Linked DNA regions of Zea mays: region 1 is linked to region 2. The links are chromatin contacts, called in public Hi-C maps. All regions are on one chromosome and are shown on one strand. The core of a region is the stretch at or near the end of the contact, and the rest is flanking DNA. Distances in the headings are between cores, read along the strand shown.

Region 1 (3,557 bases), core at 1,038-3,537, 280 kb after region 2:
TTCTTTTTTCTTCACTAACTAATGAAGGCCAGGGCCAGCCCAGCTGCTTTGCTTCAGTTGAAGCAGGTCAACGGTGCAGTCAGCTGGGGCGTATGCCATTGTTTTTCTATGGCTGCACCCATGCTTTTACTCCTAATTTATATCCTCCGGCTTTATCCAGTACGGCACGGTGCGCTGTTGGATGAGCTCTATTTTTTTTTATCAAAAAAAGACGGTTCTTAATTAAGAATAGAACTGCAATGCAGAGATCAGGGTCATGTTTGGTTCTTCTGCCATGCTTATCCAGTTGTCAATTGCTCCTGACGTCGTTGACAGACCACTAGACCCAGGCATGGTTATCCTTGCTTGATGGATTGCTGCTGCTGACAGATCCATTTATGTCGCCTTAGTTTGTTCTTAGTGTTTTGTTAGCTTTTGAGCGGAGGAAGAAGGAAAAAAAACAAACAAACTTGTCAGTGGCTAGCTCAGTGCCGCGCTTAGAAACCTGGATGTTTATCTGCATTTGGGCTTTGACGCTATCCTGACGCTCACAGCATGTAAAGTAAAGCAAACAGTGGATTTAGGAGGTGACACTAGAAAAGGAAACTGCAGCTTTTGCTACGGTGGCGGCGCTCGCAAGCCACAGTGGAGGAGGCTAAAAGGATGGAGAGGAAGAGCAACGACGGAGGAAGAAGGTTGCGAAAGGAACGATCGGGCACCGAGACGCGGAGCTGGGAGTGGGAGTGGCTGCGGTTGGGCGTCGCTATCATCTAGCTGAAAATATCTCGGCTGGCGGCCGCAGACCGAGCAGTCCCGCACGCGCTGATACGGGACCCAGTGCTGAGTGCGATGGCGACGGGATCGATGGATGCATGGTTCTTGTCCTATTAGGGCTTGTTCGTTTATTTTCAATCCATATGGATTGGAGGGGATTGATATGAATTGGAGGGGATTTTGACTTACTAGGGATTGAAACCCCCTCAATCTCCCTCAATCCATATGGATTGGGGTAGAACCGAACAAGCCCTAGTGGTCCTGTTTATTCGAGCTTTTTTTAAGATCAGACTGCTAAATGTATAGCTTTTTAGTACGCGTTCGTTTTATGAGAATCACATTAGTTAAAGCTACAGCTATGGACGTTTTTTTATCTCTTTCTGTTCATAATCTTTATGATACTTAGATTTTATCTATATTTAGAATTTTTTTTAACTAAATTATCAGAAAAGCTCATAAAAAAAAGAAGCTCAACATCCACCCTCGCTTTCCATTTCTACGCTGTCTATTTTCTCTTGGCAATTCCTTCGTACAACTTTTGGACTTGCTATTGAGCCCTTATCTTCTTATCTGCGAAAGTGCGAATCCCTCGTTTCGTCCTTTTTATTATTATTAACGTTTTCTCAATGCATATCGACTAGAGTAGACTATCTGTCTTGGCTGATAGGACGATTTCATCAGGGCAGCCGCCGGTAGTGTGTAAAATTAAACTAACCTCATCTTTATCCGTTGGCGCGTGCTGTGCTGCTAATGTTTCGTCCTGCTACTAGCATACTTTTCACCTCCTCCCGTACGTGATCGGGTGCTGGTACCTGCGAACGTACGTGTCTAATGAACGATAATCTCATAATCGTGCTATTGTATTACTGAGAGCAGGATTTGGTGGATTCGACACACGCCAAACTCGGTGGTGAAAACACACACACACACACAAAAATCATGGTTGAACTTTTGAAGTCTTCTTCAATCTCCGGATCAACATCCGAGTAGAGAATTCGTGAAGTAGAGAATAGAAACAATGGCGACATAGGCTTCAGTTCCCTCCACAGCTCCACTACTTTCCCTGTGCTGCCAAACTACTGGCTGAAAGAGGTGACGGTGGAGAAGCATCAACTCAGCAAACTTTCAGAGGAACCATGAACTGGCCATGTTCCCCTTCGGCAGATTTGCTCTGGTGTCTTGTTCCTTTCCCATTCCAGGCTCTAACTTATCATCTACAACATCTTTCGGACTTAGTTTTGACTTCCTGGTGATATTGTTTAGATAACAGCCAACAAGTTCAATCCCGCATCTGTTGGTTTTCATTTACCTTTTACTCAACGATTACCATTGATCAGTATAATCATCGGGTCGCTTCATATATACAGAAGACAAACGCTATGTGATATGCCTAACAATTTTATCCACTCCACTCACTGCCTAGTCCACTCCAATGTCCAATCGATGTTTCTGTTCTGATGGGCCCATGGCCAGTGGCTATGGTGAGTACTTACTGACCAACGAAACGAGAGGGAGCTCAGTCAGTGCCTCCTCGCCTATAAACAAGGGGCCGGGGTCTCTCTCCTACGGCGTGCGCATGCTTTGGCTTGGCAAACCCGATTGGATCTTCAGAGAAATCGCCATCCCCTCTCCCTCTTCTCGTGCCCATCGCTCCTCTACCCATTCTTACTTGAATCTTTTCTGACGAGGAAATCTGACTTCGGGAGCGGCTCCTCCGCGTTGCCTGGATCGCCCGGGATCAGGTACCAATTCGATCGATCTTGTTGCACCCAAGAACCTGTCTTATTAACATGGCTTTATTTGGATCTTTAGCTTCTGGGATTTGCATGTTTGCCTGCTTACATGTGATTCAGTCTCGCCGGCAGACTACTCGCACATGTAGGGTGAATATAATCCTACTCTTGGTTGGTTCTCAGTACACACGAACATACTCTTGCTGCAGCCTCTTGATTTAGACCTGGTTTGCACAGTACAGTACAGATCTACACAAACTGTTCTGTGCGATTACCGTCAACAGTTAGTTTGCACGCGACCTGCTGTGTTAATTAGAGATGTGTGAACATTAGAGCTGTCTAGTTGGATTTCCCTGTGATTTCAAATCAATCTACCTCTCGGTACATTAATGCATTATTTTTAAGAGTATATCATGGGTATTTTCTTTTCGTGGCCACGAAAAGATATGTTTTTTTTTGGGTCAAAGGCCCTAAAGTTTTTTCATATTCTTGTGAAAAGATCTTATTTCTTCTTCATGAACCAAAAGGAATACAAGAGGTAGTATTTATACGCACGGAAACATTTTCCTTGTCCATTTTAAAAGTTACATCTAGTTAATACTGAACTACTTCGTGTCTAAACATCTGTATTTTCCATTTGCAGTATTTTGCTTCCAGTCAGAGGTCCAAAATATCAAAGGGATGCAGAAAGATGTGGTTGCATGATGGAGTACCTTGCCTGGAAATTGGCAGGATACACAAACATAGTTGTACTTTACTTGATCTCGATGACATTGGACTGCAAATATATGCACAACAATTGCCTCATGCACACACACATAATGGGGCCGCGAGTTGTAGCTCAACCATCGTCTCTGGTTTCTTTCTAGGTGGAGATGGTTAAAATTGCTGGTCACTTATAATTACCAGCATCTTATACGTCATTGTTGTTCATCGCCAACTTATTCAAGTTTGAAAGTAGAACACTGAGAAGATGGCTGAGAAAGAGAATATTCTAATGCAGAGATATGAGATGGGAAAGTTACTTGGAAAAGGGAGTTTTGCCAAAGTTTACCATGCTCGCAATGTTAA
Region 2 (3,321 bases), core at 786-3,285:
CCCCGGAAGACGGCGAACTACGCTCCGCCCGACCCAGGGCTCGGACTCGGGCTAAAGCCCAGAAGACGGCGAACTCCGCTCCGCCCGACCTAGGGCTCGGACTCGGGCTAAGGCCCGGAAGACGGCGAACTCTGCTCCGCCCGACCCAGGGCTCGGACTCGGGCTCAGCCCCAGAAGACGACGAACTTCGCTCCGCTCGACCCCAGGGCTCGGACTCCGCCCTGGCCTCTGCCGACGACCTCCGCCTCGCGACCCAGGGGCTCGGACTCGGCCTCGGCCATGGGAGACAGACTCGACCTCGGCTTCGGAGGAGCCTCCACATCGCCCAGCCTAGGGCGCAGGCCAGCCACGTCAACGGGAAGCGCCATCACCACCCTACCCCAAGCTGACTCGGGCCGCAGGGAACAAGACCGGTGTCCCATCTGGCCAGCTCCGCCAGACAGGCAATGATGGCGCCCCGCACGCTCTGTGACGACGGCGGCTCCCAGCTCTCTTACGGAAGCAGGTGGACGTCAGCAAGGACTCGACCGCTCCAACAGCTGTCCCTCCGCCAGGCACCGTCGCTCCTCCGACGGCCACGACATCACACCAGCAGGGTGCCAAGATCTCTCCGGCTGCCACATTGGCATGTACTTAGGGCGTCAGCTCTCCCCCGCTAGACACGTAGCACTCTGCTACACCCCCATTGTACACCTGGATCATCTCCTTACGCCTATAAAAGGAAGGACCAGGGCCCTCCTAGAGAGGGTTGGCCGCGCGGGACGAGGACGGGACAGGCGCTCTCTTGGGGCCGCTCGCTTCCCTCACCCGCGTGGACGCTTGTAACCCCCTACTGCAAGCGCACCCGACCTGGGCGCGGGACGAACACGAAGGCCGCGGGATTCCCACCTCTCTCACGCCGGTCTCCGGCCGCCTCGCTCCTTTCCCCCCTTCGCGCTCGCCCACGCGCTCGACCCATCTGGGCTGGGGCACGCGACACTCACTCGTCGGCCTGAGGGACCCCCCGGTCTCGAAACGCCGACAAATTTAGTTGGCTCTTTTTACTTGCCTCATTAAGCGTAATATAAAGCTAGATCTTAAACAATTCGGAAGACTACTAGCATATAGCCTACTAACGCTACGATTCTAGAGATGGGAGGAGTAGATGATGACGGCAGCAACGCGGGGAAAGAGTTGATAACGGCGACGACGACATGAGCGAGAGGGGCGAGGGAGGCTAGGGTGACGACATGAGCGAGAGGGGCGGGGGTCACAGTGGGGAAAGAATGATAGGTGATCCAAGTAATGTATGTTCATTGGATTTGAGTAAGGGGGAGAATGTTATCGAGCTATCAAAACCATTGGTTTAGATGTTGCGTTAAATGTGGGTGCAATTGTTTGGTGGATTTAGTGAAGGTTATGAACGTAGGGATGATTTGGTTTGGTAAGTTTTGTAAAGTTTAAAGTAGGGATGTTTCTAAAACATAACTATAGATGAACATAAAATTTGAAGCTAATTGTAGCTATGTTATTAACAATATCACGAAGTACAAGAATAAATTTTTGTATAATTTTTTGTGTGCATTATTTTCTCCCTACATCAAAAACCGTGAAAAAACATTAGTATTTGTATCCGTATCCGAATTTTATATTAATTATTTAAAAACAAACTTAAGATTTACTTTTTATGAATATTAATAAACTCAATGCGAGAAACGAGACTATAAGTTTACATAGCCAAATCTATATGTTATTTGTTCACAATCGAAAAAAACTAAAAAATTAATATCCAAATAAAGATATAAATTGATCTCTAGTTTAAAAATGATGAATTATAGGTATAGATATAGATAACAACGATGACTTTCCTAATTGCTAAAGAAAAATAAAAAAAATCCTACCGGTCCAAATCACCGGTGCCACACCTCGCCAAGGCGGCACCATCCCAACGCGCACGCACACGCACACGCGAGCTCCTCTCAGACTCACACACACACTTATAAAATCCCAGATCCAGATAGGGACGGCCGTCAGGCCCAGGGACGAACCCTGCCCCACCACCACCGCCTCCGCCTCGTCGTCGTGGGGCGCTGGCGACGCGTTTGTTTTGTTCATCACACGCCCGCGGGTTTCCTGTTTCTTCTCTTCCCCCGGCCGCGCGCGTCCGACGCGGGGCAGCGAGCCAGCGACCACTCTCGCCTGCCTGCCTACCTACCCATCCCACACCCGCCTGGGGAAAATCAAAGCGCCGCCCTCGCACGCACTCGCGCTCCCCACTCCCCTCACCTCACTCCTCGTAACGGCTCGGCAAAACCCCCAGCACGCGGTCGACGAGACGAGAGCCGAGAAACAGTCCACTCCTCACTCCCGTTCCGTTTCGTTTCCCCAGTTCCGCATGGCCGCCGCGAGGTAGCGGCGCAGGCGCTCACCGGGGATGGCGGCCGGAGGGAGGGGCAAGCTGGCGCCGGCGGAAGTGGCGCCCGCGGCGTTTCCCTCGCGGGGCTTGGCGGTGGCGGGGGCCGCGGCGGGCGAGGTGGTGCGGCGCGTGAGGCCCACGGAGGCCTCCGAGCGCCGCCGCGCGGAGGTCGTCGACTACGCGCGGAGGCTCGTCGGCTCAGCGCTCGGATGCGAGGTGCGTTCGTCGCAGTGCGCTGCAGTGCAGCGCCGGGTCGCTCCCGTCCGCGCGCGCGGGGCGGTTCCGCGTTCTCTTTCGGTTGCCCTTGCTTGTGCAGTTGGGCTTGGGTGGGGTAATCGACTAGTCATGTTTCGTTCCGTAGATAAGTAAGGTTTCCGTATTCCTCTGCTGCCCCCTGGCATGTATGGGGATTCTCGTCCGGTTGTTTACCTCCAATCAGGAGCAGTTTTGTCTTCTTCACTTTGGTTTTGGCTTCATGGTTTGTTTAGTCTTGTTCCATCGCTTTCCAAGGGATTTGGCGCTTGATTATTCGTTTGGTTTGTACGGATCTGGATTAACTCGTAAACCATTTGCTCGCGGCGCGTCGTAATTGTTCTGTCTCGTTTTTTTTAAAAAAAAAGTCGTGCTACCCTTTACGTTGCCAGATTGGGGGGATCGCTTCTGTTTTCTATCTGTTATCGCATAGATCAACATTTTATGATAATTGTTCTCCATTAGACTCTGTTCTCGCATGGATCAATTTTTATGATAATTGTTCTCCATTACACTATCTGTTCTGCTGTGCAAAATTGTTTGGTTTCGCATGGACCAATGAACATAGGAATTGCTGGTGAGCTTTTCTGTGAAACTGTCTGTGAACTGTGCCCGATCTTTGGATTTTTTTTGTTTCCTCTTTAACTTTTTATAGCTTACGGACACGGGGCACG

What was found. Hi-C and Micro-C count contacts between places; a contact is called where the count stands out from the background.
Region 1: a contact with region 2 is called in a Hi-C map of ear, with 2.5 times the contacts expected there. The contact joins the promoter of LOC100280494 here to the promoter of LOC100304391 in region 2. A contact is called at or near these places in 5 of 25 Hi-C or Micro-C datasets (bundle sheath, ear, leaf and 1 more).

Annotation. Positions count from the first base shown.
Region 1 is chr1:56,681,705-56,685,261 of Zm-B73-REFERENCE-NAM-5.0, forward strand. LOC100280494 reads left to right here and starts at 2,288. Exons shown (of 2, transcript NM_001139021.3): 1 at 2,288-2,495; 2 at 3,130-3,557. The coding sequence starts at 3,460.
Region 2 is chr1:56,400,166-56,403,486 of Zm-B73-REFERENCE-NAM-5.0, forward strand. LOC100304391 reads left to right here and starts at 2,036. Exons shown (of 10, transcript NM_001361417.1): 1 at 2,036-2,611. The coding sequence starts at 2,414.